3 separate regions of the Sus scrofa genome follow, and regions 1 and 2 are each linked to region 3. The links are chromatin contacts, called in public HiChIP or PLAC-seq maps. All regions are on one chromosome and are shown on one strand. Each heading gives the region's core, a stretch centred on a gene start, on an enhancer-like site or on the middle of the called end of the contact. The rest is flanking DNA. Distances are from core to core; before and after follow the strand shown. Region 1 overlaps LOC110255633 (a long non-coding RNA gene). Region 2 overlaps DUSP10 (dual specificity protein phosphatase 10). Region 3 overlaps LOC110255736.

Region 1 (4,438 bases), core at 1,108-3,607, 460 kb after region 3:
CAAGAAAAAGAGTGAGGACAAGATGATGAGAAGGTTGGCGTGACACATGACTGGTCAGTAACATTTGAAAAAGCCGTTCTCTCCATAATTAACTAAAGGAAAAATAAAAATGGTGAATAGAAACGGCTCTTAAAGGTTGAAAACGATTATGTTTGCGCTCTCAACTTCAGGCTTGAATTTTCTAATGGATTTTGCAGAACCGCCCTATTATAGGCACAAAAAGTTCTTTCCATCATTATGAGAAAGAGTTAAAATGGCCAAAAAAAGCAAGCTTACTTTCACTCAAGATCTATTCATCGAGGATTTTTACCTTCAAGGTATTTACTACTTTGTTGAATGAATAAATGAATACAACCGTAGAACAAACAAACAAAACATAAATGCCCCAAGATAAAGTACAATGCGATAAAGTTCCCAAGGGGCAATGTCCACGTCTAACTGGAGTGGGTCTGGGAAGCATCCATGTAGGGGGACCACCTTGGACGGCCTCACAGGGTGAGTCAAGTGTGAAAGTTTACAGTTGATAGAAAGGCATTTTGGGTAAAAGGACAGGTAAGCCAAGACCCTCCACCCTAAAGCACAGCAGGAATAAAGGTGGCAGAAGGAAAGAGGTCTTGGAGCGGGGAGGCCAGATCACCAGCACCTTGGAGACTGCAGGGAGATTCTTTTTTTTTTTTTCCCCACTGTACAGCAAGGGGGTCAGGTTATCCTTAGATGTATACATTGCAATTACAGTTTTTTCCCCCACCCTTTCTTCTGTTGCAACATGAGTATCTAGACATAGTTCTCAATGCTATTCAGCAGGATCTCCTTGTAAATCTATTCTAAGTTGTGTCTGATAAGCCCAAGCTCCCGATCCCTCCCACTCCCTCCCCCTCCCATCAGGCAACCACAAGTCTCTTCTCCAAGTCCATGAAGGGATATTCTTTATTCTGCCAGCTGTGGGGAGTCTTAAAGGCATCTGAGCAGGTGAGAGACCCTTCAGGGTCCTGCTTTCAGGAGATTCATCTGGCAGGAGTGGGTGAGATAAGCTGAAGGCAGGAAAAATGAGCTGCAAAAGATCAACTAGGTGATAGTTAGCCAGGTCTAGGCAAGAAGTCATGAGGACCTACTTTAGCTGGGGACAAGGAAAACAAAGGTGGGGACAAAGGGGAGAAGGAGTTCACGGTCAGACCTGTCAGATGCAGGTGTGGGGACAAGGATGAGGTAGGAATGAAATCAGCACGACGTTATTCAGCCTGTGCTGCTGATGATTTTAGCAGAAACAGGGAGGGATGTTTGAATTGGAAGACGTGTTTATTTTGAATGCCAGGACTTTGAGAGGTCAGCAGGAACATCCAGAAAGAGGTGTCTGATGGACAATGGGGACTCCAGCCCCAAAGCTCGCAGAGAGGTGAAAGCTACACAACGAGGGACACCAAACCTCTCCTCTTCCTCTTCTTCAAGAAGACAGGTGCCAGAGTATGTTTTGGACACAAGTGCTCAAATAGTCTTATTTCGCACATCATCTCTGTCTATATCTATGGCTGGATCACCAGTGGTCTGTCCGATAAGGCTACAGCATCATGGAAAATGTGAGGATACACTTTTCACCCGTCAGGGAAATGTGCTGTGCCCGTTAGAGAGTTCTCCATTTAAAAGGTGTATTTTTGTAATTCATGGTTTCCATGGAATTGTCACAAAACCTAGTCCCCCCGCTTCGGAAAATAAACAATAAAACCTGGTGCTAAAGGGAAACAGAGACATCCCTTCATTCTTTATTCCAAAGAATGCAACAGTTTTAGGCAGTAGGGGATGCTGGATGAGTGTGTCGGGGCCATATGAGCCCTGCCCTCTGTTCTGGATCTGTGTTGAAAGGGGGAGGCAGCTGTGTGGTTCAGGAGGGCCGAGTTTCCAGCAAGAAGGGAGCAGTCTGCAGAAACTTCCAGGCCCCAGAAGGACCAAAGTCTCTCTCAGAGTCTGGCTGCCAGGGCTGCCCGAGACTCAGAGGTTCCATCTTCACCAACAGTTGCTGGTGGGCACCTCTCAAGGGCATGGCCTTCACTGTTTATCTTGTGTCTTTGCTCTTTCACGTGGGGTCCGATATTCACCCTGAGTCCTTCCGAGTCTGATCAAAGTGCAGCTGGCTCCTTCCCTCCTCCACCCTCGGCAAGAGAGCCAGTCTCACCTGCCATCCACCCTGCAGCAGGACACACCGCATCCATGCACCCGACCCATTCGATCTCCTACCCATTTATTTCCCACTTCACCACACCCCAAATACTGCAGCTCTGAGATCAGCCTTCTCCTGGGAAGTGACGTGCAGCATTGGAGTTGAAGGGCTCTCTGGGGAAATGGTTTCTGGCTGCTGGGTCTAAGAGTGCAGAGGTTTTTGGACGGTGGCATTTTGCTGCAGTGCTTGGCCCTTGCTCTGCACTAGGAGAGCAAATCCGTGCGTGTCTGGCTTGTTTTCTCCAGATGCACAGGGCAGCCAGTTGAATGCATGTTGGGGAGCAGTAAAGATGCTGGGCACAGACCCAAGGAAGCAGGGACCGTGGTCCAAGAAGGAGGACAGGAAGGGCCTTCCTCCTTCCTAGCAGTCTGGGCAGGAAAGAAGGGCTTGACCTATGTTCTCTGTAGCCCTGCCTGCCGTCAGCACTAGAAAAAATAACCACAACACAAGCCTCAAGTCCAAGAGCCATTAATAGTCCCTCTTTTGGAATAAGTAGTCTTAGTGAAGTCAAGGGAGATTCTCATACAAACTGCAGTTTGGATTAGTAGTCAAGAGTCTAAACCAGCTGCACCCTAGTGTTCATAGCTCTATTTACAACAGCCATGACGTGGAAACACATGCACACACACACACACACACGCACACACACTCACACACACACACACACACACACACACTGGAATAACAGCCATAGAGAGAATGAAATATTGCCATTTGCAGCAACATGGATGGACTTACAGATGATCACGTTAAGCGAAGTAAGTCAAACAGAGAAAGACACATATAATGTATCACTAGGATGTGGAATCTACAAAATAACACACATGAATCTGTATACAAAAGAGAACAGACTCACAGATGTGGAAAAAAAAACTTATGGTTGCCCAAGGGGAAAGGGAGGGGGGAACAGATAAAACAGGAGTATGGGATTAACAGATACAAATTACTATACATGAAATAGATTAGCCATAGGGTTTACTGGATAGCACTGGGAACGATACTCAATACCTTATAACCACCTGCAATAGAAAATCATCTGAAAAAAAAATGTGTGTGTGTATGTACATATACGTAACTGAATCACTTTGTTGTATTCCTGAAACTCACACAATAGTGTAAGTCAACTACTTAAATAAATAATTAAGCGTCTAGCCTGGAACTAGGTGGGTTTAAATCTGTCTCTCAATAGCTATTGGATTTTGGATGAATTACTTCAACACTACAATTCTCTGCTTCCCCCTTTATCAGCCAGCGATGCAGAGGCACCGGCCTCACAGGGCTGCCATGAAAACGGAAGGACTTGGTCCGTGGGAGGTAGTCCGTGCCCCCTAAACGGGGGCCATCGTGGGTGTTTTTGTATTATCAGGGCACAGTTTCCTGTGACTGTGGAAGGGGCTTTCTGCACACAGACCTGTGCAGCTGTAGTTTCTCTGATCTGCAGAAAAATGCTTTGTGGTTGCTTCCCGGCCCAAGTCTCAAAAAAGCCACAGCTATAAGCCAGGAATTTTGCATGAGGCCTGCATGGGCTCTTCTTTAAATTCCCAAGCTCTAAAGCAACATGAAAGGGGACTCTCTTCTCCAACCTCTTCCTCAGGGACTCTGGCAAGTTCCGAGGCTTGGGAGGTGCAGAGGTATCTAAGTCTGGGGACTCCTCCGCAGGCTGTCTCTAGCTGAGGCCATGCCTACCGTTCAATGGCCTGCTGGCACGTTACAACGGCAGCGAGACTGTGTAACAGGCAAAGTCAGGCTTCAGAAAGAATTTCGTCTTTAGTTTCCCACTAACGCTATCTACGGATTTCATGCAGTCTAAAACATCCATGGTATTTTTCACAGAACTAGAACACACAATCCCAAAAGGTCTATGGGACCACCAAGGACCCTGCATGGCCAAAGTAATCCTTGTCCTTCTTCTGACTCCATGTCAACAGCTTGAGTCACCTTAAAAGCCACACGGCGAAGACGGCAAAGCCTCCAGCGTCCTGGGAGAGCCGGGCTTAGACTCTGCTTCCTCTGGGTGACCCCAGTGTTTGAAAAATTACTCAAAACAGTATTTTGAACTTAGCACTTATGTTATTTTGTTTCGCACTATGTTTATGTAGATTTTGATCCTTTGTCTCATACCTGTAAGTCTGCAAAGGGATGTTTCGCTCAGGGTGCTAGTCTCCCTTCGGACTGGACAAAGCCTGACTGGGTGGGACTGGTCTTCGTTTTCCTGAGGGTTGCCCA
Region 2 (4,944 bases), core at 1,893-4,392, 350 kb after region 3:
TTTGGGAGCTTTAGTTTGGATTTTTAAACCATGATCCCATGTGTGTTTTGTTTTTGTTTTTCGATTTGGTTTCTCCTTCCTGATTAAAATAGACACTCTGTCTTCCCTGTGGCCCCGCTAACCATCACCCTTCCATTCAGGCTCAGTCTGGCTCTGTTCCCGTCAGGCCCTCTTAGGTCACCAGCTCCTAGAAAGTGGACTCCTGCTTGGGATGCTTGGAAGACACGTTTCTAAGAAAAGACCAGCTTGAGCTGTGTAGTTCATGCAGGGGAAATGCCTTTACCAGTGAAAACCGGGAATGAGATGCAAAGTGTCCTGGAATCAGAGAAGACGCTCGAAACGCTTGCCATGGCTTGATTTCTACCCAGCTGGGCTGGCTCTGGGCACTTTGTGTACCGCTGCTCTGCCAGGCTTGCTCTGCAGAACTGCTCAGTTTCTTTCTTTTCTTTTTCTCTTTGGTCTGTTTAGGGCTGCACCTGCAGCATGTGGACATTCCCAGGCTTGGGGTCAAATTGGAGCTGCAGCTGCTGGCCTACACCACAGCCACAGCAACGCCAGATCTGAGCCGCATCTGCGACCTTCACCACAGCTCATGGCAACACCAGATTCCCGACCCACTGAGCGAGGCCAGGGATCAAACCTGTGTCCTCAAGGATACTGGCTAGGTTTGTCACCACTGAGCCACAAAGGAAACTCCCTTATGATTGTGTTTTCAAATGGTCTCAGAGTTAAGTAACTTAGGGTACTTAAGAGTTAGTGAGTGAGGAACCCAGAATTCCTGAGTTTAGGCCCTGCCTTCCACGCCTTCATCCAGGGGAGGTGAACATGCTGCTGGAATCATCCATCAGCTGTCTCGCCGTGTTCCAGGGCGGGCCAGCTGGCCGGGGCAGTACCCTCAGTACTGTGCCCTCAGCCCGATTTGGTGCTTAATAAATGTGTATAGAAATGGACACCTGAGGGCAAGGGGGGTCCCTCCTCCTGTTCCCTGACTCCCTCAGGCTCGTGCTCCCTCTTGAGCATCCTCTTCTCCTTCGTGGGTCTCTCCATCCCTTCTTACATAGGGTGTCTTAGAAGGAGGCGTGGAGGTGGAGAAAGGGTTAAGGTCCCCACGTGTGAATTGTTTTGGACCCCAGGTCTCGCTGCCGGGCATGGCTGTTTGTCACATTTAAGCCTGTCACTCCTGCAGGCTGCCTCTTCTCCATGAGCCTTTCCAGCCTCAGCAGTGACAAGATTTCGGAGCCTTCCTGCTAAACTCTCCTGGCAGGCCCTGCACCTGCCCTGCATGAGTCACAGCAGAATGACATCCTTTCAGGTGTTTTTGGTTAAGTTTCCTTTAATGATCTTTCAACCCTTTTCTCTCATTAGATTTTTTTTTTTTCTTTTTAGGGCCACACCCACAGCATATAGAAGTTCTCAGGCCAGGGTCTGAATCAGAGCTGCAGCTGCCCACGTTTACTGCAGCCACAGCAACACCAGATCAGAGCTGCATCTGCAAACTATGCTGCAGCTCGTGGCAATGCTGCATCCTGAACGCACGGAGTGAGGCCAGGGCTCGAACCTGCATCCTTGTAGATACTCGTCAGGTTCCTTACTGCTGAGCCACAACAGGAACTCCTCTCCCATTAGATTTATCTTCAGAGACTATATATATTTAAACAATTTTTTTAACACTTCCAAATTCCTAGGCTTATGCTGAGCGACACACAATACATACTTTACACCTGACTGGTGGCCCTTTGTCACGTCCTTCCCAAGTTGATTTAACCTTGAAACATTTATCGAGTGCCTGCTGTACGAGCCAGGCCTAGCTCTAGGTGCTGAGTGGTGACTACTTATCATTTCTGTTCATAACTGTTCTGTTCATAACTTATTAAGTCCTGGCAGTGACTCTGGGCGCCTCTTGGTACTGCTATTGGCCCTATTTTGCACATGAGGAAGCTAGGGTGCAGGAGGCGAGGACGTGGCCGAGATCAGCGGGCTGGAAGGGGCGGAGGCCAGCCGAGCCCCAGGGCAGTGATGCTGCGCTTCCTCCAAGACGGAGAATCGCCTGGCTTTCTTGGGGTCCATATGTTAACAATAACACTAAACAAATGAAGGAGGTAACAAGTGGTTTTTGATAAGTGATCGTGAAACTAAAATTTCACACTATTAATTAAAGAGCAGTAGCAGGGTCGCTATCCTTGGACACTGCGGAAGAGCCTCCTGAGAGGACCCTGTTTGAGCTGAGGTCTGAATCACCTAGTGAAGATGTAGGGAAGGGGGTTGCACGAAAAGGGAACAGCATGTGCAAAGGCCCTGAGGTGGGAGGCAGGTCCTGGCCTCTCATGGCCTAGGACAGGGGCTCTTCTTCTCCACTGTCCATCAATATACAATTTATTCACATCCTGCTGGAGCTGGAGAAATTCACAGAAGATCCAAACCCCTGATTTTCTAGAAGTGGCAAGAGAGGTCACAAAACCAGTCCCCAGTAGGACCTCGGTGCAGGCCGTAGGGCTATGTCCCCAGAGTCCTTGCTGTCAGGACTTCCAGCCCCCTGAGCAACGTTAGGCATAGCTTCCAGGGGATGTGGCTGGGAGATCTGACTGTGCCAGACGTGGGGTTCATCCCAGGTCACCTCTCCCGTTCCGCATGTCCCAGGTTGAACTGACCCGTTGCTTGGCTGGCCTGCCACTTAGCCTCAAGTCCACATTGACAAGCTATGATCCAAGCCTACCTACTCCAAGCCCGACTGGCCTCTTGGTGGATTTTTCTTCCCCTTCATCCCAGAAGGTGGTACATTTCTGGGGACACGATCGCTTGATCGCTTTTCACTTGATACAAACGTGTATCTGTCAGCGCGCAGAGGCCTCCCCTGGCTTCAGGCTGGCCTTTCCAATCTCAGCCATCCCTCGAGGGTCTGACCGTGGGGCTGGGCTGGACAGGTAAATCTCTATGTGGGGCAGTGTTCACGCCTGCTCTTTCTGGCCGTGTAGTCTTGATGCTCAGACTTGCTGAATGTTCTTGCCAAATACAGAATTCCGCTCGGTGACTTGAGGAGGTGTTGCTGTGCCTTTTGTGAACAGAAAACTCTGATTCAGGAAAACAATCCACATTTTGATGTTGACACTTGATCCTGTCCCCTGCCACTTCCTGAATTCCCTAAGCTACCGCCCTTTGACCTCCAGATGATACTAAAACACATCGTCATGAAAGCTGTTTGTTTGGACATGGGGCTTTCATTCACAGTGGGCGGGAGGCACATGCCGTTTTTGCTGGGAGCTTCCCTGCGCCAGTGCAGTACAGGGACCATCTGGGCTACCCTTCCATAACCCTGCCCTGCTTCCTGCCCTCCCTCCCCTCCTCCTGCCATGGATGTTTCCAGATGACCTCTGTGCACGTAATTTCCAATGGGAATGTTTCACGGTAGAAATATGCTCTCTCTTGAGGCTTGCTCTTGATATTTCTAGAGATTTATTTAATTGGACTCTACTTAAATCCCCTTGGGAAACATACTTTTGCTGTGAAGTTGTGATGTGTTTAATTTGGGGTCTAAGATAAATGTCGGTCCTTGGGGGAGGTGGATGATTAGGCAAGAGTGTTCCTTTTGTTCAGGGGGCCTGTTTAGTGACTGGCTTTCCTGGCTTTCCTCTGTTTGTTGGTTTAGCAAAATGCTTCACTATTTAAACTCCGGCACCGCAAAGCAAAGAATGTTCTCCCTCTCTTCACGGAATTAAACAGTCATGCAGAGCTTGGCTTGAGCCCTTGGGGGGCATATGGCTTCATGTTTTATGGCACTCTCCTGGTAAAGGCTCCCCTCTCCAGCCTTCCAGTATGATCTCATGGATTCTTCTCCCCTCCCTTAATCCTCCTTGATGGATTGCCTGGTATTGAGCTTTTTGGTGAAGACAGGAGCTGCAACCCTAACATGGTATTGAGTGGCTGCCCCCAAACCCAGACATTCTCTAGCTAAGCTGTTCTTCCCCCCAGGGAGATGCTGCAGGGAGGGTGTAACTGATGAAGAGGCCTGTGTCTTTGGGACGAAGGGGGCTCCTGGGCTTGCAGCTGGCTCGTGAAACGAAGGTTTGGGAAGATTCTGTGGGCTTGCCCCTTATGAGCATGCCCATCCTTTAGGCACCAACACATCTTGACCTCGGGTCCATTTCTGGCTTGACTTTCAGACATGGTATCAGGTTGGGTTGGCTCCCAAGGGTCAGATTCTCAGGCAGTCCACAGGTTTGGTGTGGTTCTTCAAATGTAAGAATTATAATTTGTATTTCTACCAAGTAAGCTAGCCTGGGTATTAAAAGTGGTTCCCTGTTTGTATGTTGGGGCTGCTGTAACAAACCACCATGATCTGGGTGGCTTCAAGAGCAAACATTTATTTTCGCAGTGTTCTGGAGGCTGGAAGTCCAAGGTCACCGTGCTGGGTGCACAGGTTCTGGTGTGCTCTTCCAGGCTTGCAGATGGCCACCTTCTTGCTTAGTAGGAGACGGGGAGAGAGAGACCAAGCTCTCCCGTGTCTCATCCTATGAGGGCACTAACCCTCAGTGTGAGGACCCCACCCTGCTGACCTCATTAAACCTAATCATCTTCCAAAGGCCCCCATCCCCAAATACCTTAGGGGTTAGGGTTTCAGCATGTGAATTCAGTCCCATAGCAGGTGCAAAACATGAATTCTGCACAAGAAAGGGTATGAATTTCATCCAGGTTGGGGAATATAGGTAAATCACACCCTCTGATAAAGTAACTTTTTTCTGGCTCTCTCGTTCTCTCCTTATTTTATTTTATTATTTTTTTGTCTTTTTAGGGCCACACCTGCAGCATATGGAAGTTCCAATGCTAGGGGTCCAATCAGAGCTGCAACTGCCAGCCTATAGCACAGCCACAGCAACACCCGATCTGAGCCACGTCTGTGACGTAAACCACAGCTTGCAGCAAGGCAGGATCATTAACCCAGTGAGCGAG
Region 3 (4,883 bases), core at 1,824-4,323:
GACAGAAAAAGTGAGACAAAATGAAGGAAGGTGGTTGGGGTTCTTAGATCCTACAGGAGTGGGTTGTAGAGCTAAATGGCTGAAAAGCGGGCACTGTTCTTCAAGGACATGGAAAAAGGACCTGAAGGCGATTCAGAGAACATCAGGGCCTTGGTTTCAACTGGCCAGGTGGCCTGTGACGGAGGCCTGGGATGGGCCTTCCCTGCGAGCCCTGTGGCTGGGACCGCAGTGGACCCCCGGGCACAGCGCTGCCCAGAGCCCTGTGGGTACAGCCCTCCCAACCCAGAGGCAGCCCCACTGTCCCGGTGAGTCCGGAAGGCAGAAGCTCAATCAAAGGCTTCTTCTCCAGACTTCAGTTCTCGTGGGATTTTCCTTTTGCCAAGTTGAGGGCCTGTCACCCCCTCTTCCTTCTGCTTCCCCTCCCCCGCCCCGGAAGGGGGTGTCCTAACTAAGTCATTTCGCAAGCACACACCTTGCCTGGGTTTACGCCTTCACAGCGCAGAGGCATTTGCCTCAGGACAAGCTGTGTACCTCCTGTCTCATTCATATCTGATGCAGATGATATTTAGCTGAGGCTTTCAGAGTTGATGTTGCAATGAGATAAGACTTTGGGGGCCATTGGGACAGAATGAATACATTTTGCCTGTGAAATGGGCATACATTTTGGGAAGCCAGGGGTACAACGTTAGAGGCTAAATTGTGCTCCCCCCGCCCCATATTCATCTGTGGAACCTGTAACTCCTAATGTGATGGTTTTTAGACTTGAGCCTCTGGGATGTGATTAGGGTGAGAAGAAGTCATGAAGGCAGGACCCTAATGAGTAGTGGCTTGTTAAGACGAGAACGAGAGAAAGATCGTTCCTTCTCTGCCATGTGAGGACAGAGTGAGAGGGCGGCTGTCTGTGAACCAGGAAGGGAGCCCTAAGCCGAAGCTGCCCCTGCTGGCACTTGGAGCTTGGACTTGCAGCCTCCAGAGTATGAGAAATACATTTCTGTGGCTTAAGGCCCCCAGTCTGTGATGTTTTGCTACAGCAAAACATACCCAGGTCCCTTACTTTTGTTTTTCCTGTCAGGCTCTCTTCTTCCATTTGGAGTCGAGGCCGGGAGTGTGTGTCACATGCGTGGGATCATGCTAGGACCTACCTGGTAGGGTATTTGGCAGGATGCAAAGAGAAGTTAGATTTATTCACTCCAATCCTTATTCGGGACTGCCAGGGCCGTTCAAAACCATGAGACACCACTCCTGGCCCAGGCTTGGTCGTGTCCCCCTGCAGAAGAATTTCAACACACGTGGCTTCAAAAAAAAGTAAAACCCATCTATGCAGCCCCTCCTTGCCAGGCGCCCCAAACAGCAATTGTGAAATGCTAATAGTTCCTTACTATGAGCTCATGTTTATGAAGCGAACAAGTCTATGGGTTCAGAACAGAAGTGTAAATGAATTTTTAAAGTCTGCTAATCTGTTGAGCATTTAGGGTCATAAATAAGTGTATTCATTGGAATCGCACATACGTTTCGTCTGCTATTGAAGCAGTTAGCCAGCACCATGGCATGCTGTTCGGAAGGCAGGACTGCAGCAGAGACTGCAGGTGCTGGAGCCGACTGCTGACAAGGCAGCGGTTCCAAATTGGATTTTAAATACCCACCTGCCATTTCGTACGTACATTCTAGGACACTCGCACACATTTGAAGAAGCGTTGAATTAATTGCTGCTTTTCAGGAAGCTGCAGCAATTGCAACTTCTTTTCTTCTTTTGTAACTGGCTTCTGATGTCCAGGCCTGCAGATGCCGCAGGATTTTGCTTAACACAGCGAGGAAGTGTTGATTCAGGCCTGGACACTGAGCGGGAGATGAAGATTTCTTCCTGGAAGAACTCCCTTTGCGGGAAGCTTGTTAGAGACGAGCTCTCTGATGGTGTGTGTGTGTGTGTGTGTGTGTGTCTAAGTTTTCAAATTGGGAAAATGAGAATGAAGTTACAGACTGGAGACAGGCCACCTTTTTCAAAAGGCAGCTTTCCTCGAGCTTCAAAAGTGCACTCAGGCCTTCGTGGAGCCCACAAAACCTGTCCTTGGTCTCCTTCTTCTCTGTGGCCTTTTACCCCCTTACCGTGTGATGACTCCTCATTCTCTTGCTTCTTCTCGCTCCCTCTAATCCTCTGTCCTGACCCCCGACTGCCTTTGAGAACCAACAGACCTGCAGGCGACTTTTCTCTCTCTAGTCAAAACTTGGAGTTCCCGGCCTGGCTCAGCTGTAATGAACCTGACTGGCATCCATGAGGACGCGGGTTCGATCCCTGGCCTCGCTCAGTGGGTTAAGGATCTGGTGTTGCCATGAGCTGTGGTGTAGGTCGCAGACAAGGCTTGGATCCCGAGTTGCTGTGGCTGTGGTATAGGCCGGCGTCTACAGCTCTGATTCGACCCCTAGCCTGGGAACCTCCATATACAGCGAGTGCGGCCCTCAAAAGACAAACAAAGCAAAACAAAACAAACAGAAAAAACCTCGCTCGCCCTTGGTGTGGGTTTTGAGCTGGCCAATGCTCTTCCTCCCCCAGGAGTCACTGTTGAAGCGTGGTCTCTGACGGTTGACTCACGGGCTATTATGGGTTGGATTGTGTTCCCCCTGAAATTCACGTTGGAATCCTAACCACTAATACCTCAGAATGTGACCTTATTTGGAAATAGGTTTGTTGCAGACATACTTAGTTATGTTGGTGTCATAATACCGGAGTGGGGCGGCCCTCGTTTAACAGGGCCTTTGTCCTTGTAAAGGGGAATTGCACCCACGGATGCACACGGAGGGGGGATGCAATGTGAAGGCGAAGCCAGAGGTCAGGCCGATGCCCCTTCAAGCCAAGGACGGCCAGAGGCTGCCTGCAAACCGGCAGAGGCTGGACCAGGCCTGCGATAGGCTGGGATTTTCCGTCACAGCAGAAGGGACCAGCCCTGCTGACGTGCTGATCTCAGACTTCAGCCTCCAGAACCATGAGGCAGGAAAATCCTGCTGCTCTAAGCCGCCCAGTCTGTGGGTCTTTGCCGCGGCAGCCGCAGCAAAGGAGGACAGGTGCTGCCTTCCATCAAAGCCATCTCAAGCAGCGGCGCGGTGGTGGGACAGGCTTCTGGAGGAGGGCAGGCAGGGCCCTGACTCGGAGCAGGAAGGCTTGTCATCTACTTAGATGCTTCTCCCGGTGCCACCCTACCCAAGCCGGACCCTGCGAGCCTCCCGGGGGGGACCCCACTCATGGCTCCACCTGCCTTTTTATACATAGAAAACCGCTAATCAAAAATGAGTTTAATCAGAGAAGTGAGAAGTACAGAGAAAAAGGAAAACAGCCAAGCAAGACAGGGCAATAAGAGCTTAGCCCTTCAACACCGTCGAGCACCTTCAGTTCTTCAAAGACTATAGATAATATTCTGAGCAATGTCCTTGAAGCCGTTTGACAGGTGCCGAAGCCCCGGCAGGTGGAAGAAGTCAGCAGGTGCTGCCCGCAGCACGTCGGCCCCAGAAGGCTGATGATGCGGAGCCCCAGGGACCTCGCCACCCACCAGTGGGGAAGATGTGATAGCTGCTGTAGCAAAGCTGCATCTCTTGTTGCACATCTCCTAACACCCCGGCTCCTTCAACACTAAGACTCCTCACTAGCCCCTCTAAAAGAAGGACACAGTCTTCGAGGCACTAGCCCGCTGTGTCCCCTCTTTGCCTGGCAATTAAAGCTACTTTTTCTGTTTCTTCCAGCTCTGCCTCTGGGTTTCTATTTGGCGTCATCCGTGTGCAGAGGCGGCTGAGATTTCGGCAACACAACAGCCTGGCCTTGACTGCAGCTCCATCCCCAGCTCGGTTAGTACCATCTTGTACTGTTCCTTGAACCAGGTGGAGATTCGCCATCTGTCTCTGGTGGCCCCTGGGTGACCTGCTGACCAGGGGCTGAGGATCGTCAAATAGTCATTACCTGTGGCTTCGGAAATGTCATTTCCTGTATTAGCATAGATGAGACACAGTCCTGTTGGTTCCTAGACGGCACGAGGCCATTTATAGTCATAAAATACAGTCTTAGAGATACTCTGTGGGCCCTGGCGCAAAATGAAAATGTGGAGGCAGGTGGGGTGGCAGAGGCAGTTTCCCCTCCTCTAATGCCAGCGGCCCCACCTGTGCCTGGATTGCTTGCTACCTGGATTGAAGCTCACCCGCCCGTCCCCCAAGTTGCCATTCAAATGTGCAGTGGTGCTGCCAGCCAGGTGCAGGGTGACCCTGTTCCAAGATTCTACAGCGTGGACATCTTACCCCTGGTCCTCCTCCTGCTGGGGGCAGAGGATGACAGCAGAATGCAAGCCTCTCCCTCCAGGGTTCCTTGGTTTCTACCCCAGATGGTGGATACAGTGCTTTGAGATGGCATCACAAGGGACCAAAGAACCAGGGCAGAGAGAGCAGCCAGCCGAGAGGCGAAAAGTGGGGAGATGGTGGAGGTAGGATTGCCTATGAGAAGAGTGCCACGTCCCCTGCTCCATTGTCCCAGGGACCTCACTTATGAAGCACACATTCAAAGATACAATTATTGGGGATTTCAGGATGGCAAGTCCAAGTGCGTGCCCCTTCTGAGGGTGGGGCTGTGCATGACTGCACTGGGCAGCCCCGTTACAGGCGCACTGGAGTGGATGGACTTTTGCTCAAAAGGTTTTAGAAATACTGTTGTGTCACGTGCTGTGTCCTAGCTGGAGGATGAATTTTCTGGGCAGAAAGAACAAATAAGAGACCCCATGGGTGACCATCCACCCTCGTAGGCTGGGCTCCAGACTAGAGCCTGGGCTTAAAGGACGAGCGAGATGGTCTAATCCAACCCCTTCCTTAACATGGGAGGGTATGAAAACTTGCAAAGAGACCCAGGGGCAGGC

The links. HiChIP or PLAC-seq counts read pairs in DNA pulled down with a chosen protein or histone mark.
Region 1: a contact with region 3 is called in an H3K27ac HiChIP or PLAC-seq map of skeletal muscle, with 6 times the contacts expected there. The contact joins two enhancer-like sites. A contact is called at or near these places in 1 of 47 Hi-C or Micro-C datasets (retroperitoneal adipose tissue) and 1 of 2 datasets of contacts at active chromatin or transcription factors (skeletal muscle).
Region 2: an H3K27ac HiChIP or PLAC-seq map of skeletal muscle shows a contact between it and region 3. The contact joins two enhancer-like sites. A contact is called at or near these places in 1 of 47 Hi-C or Micro-C datasets (psoas muscle) and 1 of 2 datasets of contacts at active chromatin or transcription factors (skeletal muscle).

The regions. Positions count from the first base shown.
Region 1 is chr10:10,768,485-10,772,922 of Sscrofa11.1, reverse strand. All of the region lies in intron 1 of LOC110255633 (a long non-coding RNA gene), which reads right to left. Among named protein-coding and RNA genes, the nearest start is that of DUSP10, 140 kb to the left of the region's middle. Within about 2 kb of position 2,357, at least 1 of the 83 cell types and tissues checked has an H3K27ac peak or open chromatin away from gene starts, as enhancers often do. A contact at or near this core is called in skeletal muscle, where this site is marked.
Region 2 is chr10:10,882,444-10,887,387 of Sscrofa11.1, reverse strand. The region is part of intron 2 of DUSP10 (dual specificity protein phosphatase 10); the gene reads left to right. Among named protein-coding and RNA genes, the nearest start is that of DUSP10, 21 kb to the left of the region's middle. Within about 2 kb of position 3,142, at least 9 of the 83 cell types and tissues checked have an H3K27ac peak or open chromatin away from gene starts, as enhancers often do. A contact at or near this core is called in skeletal muscle, where this site is marked.
Region 3 is chr10:11,232,946-11,237,828 of Sscrofa11.1, reverse strand. LOC110255736 reads left to right here. Exons shown (of 7, transcript XM_021065090.1): 4 at 3,730-3,831. Among named protein-coding and RNA genes, the nearest start is that of TRNAT-UGU, 78 kb to the left of the region's middle. Within about 2 kb of position 3,073, at least 4 of the 83 cell types and tissues checked have an H3K27ac peak or open chromatin away from gene starts, as enhancers often do. A contact at or near this core is called in skeletal muscle, where this site is marked.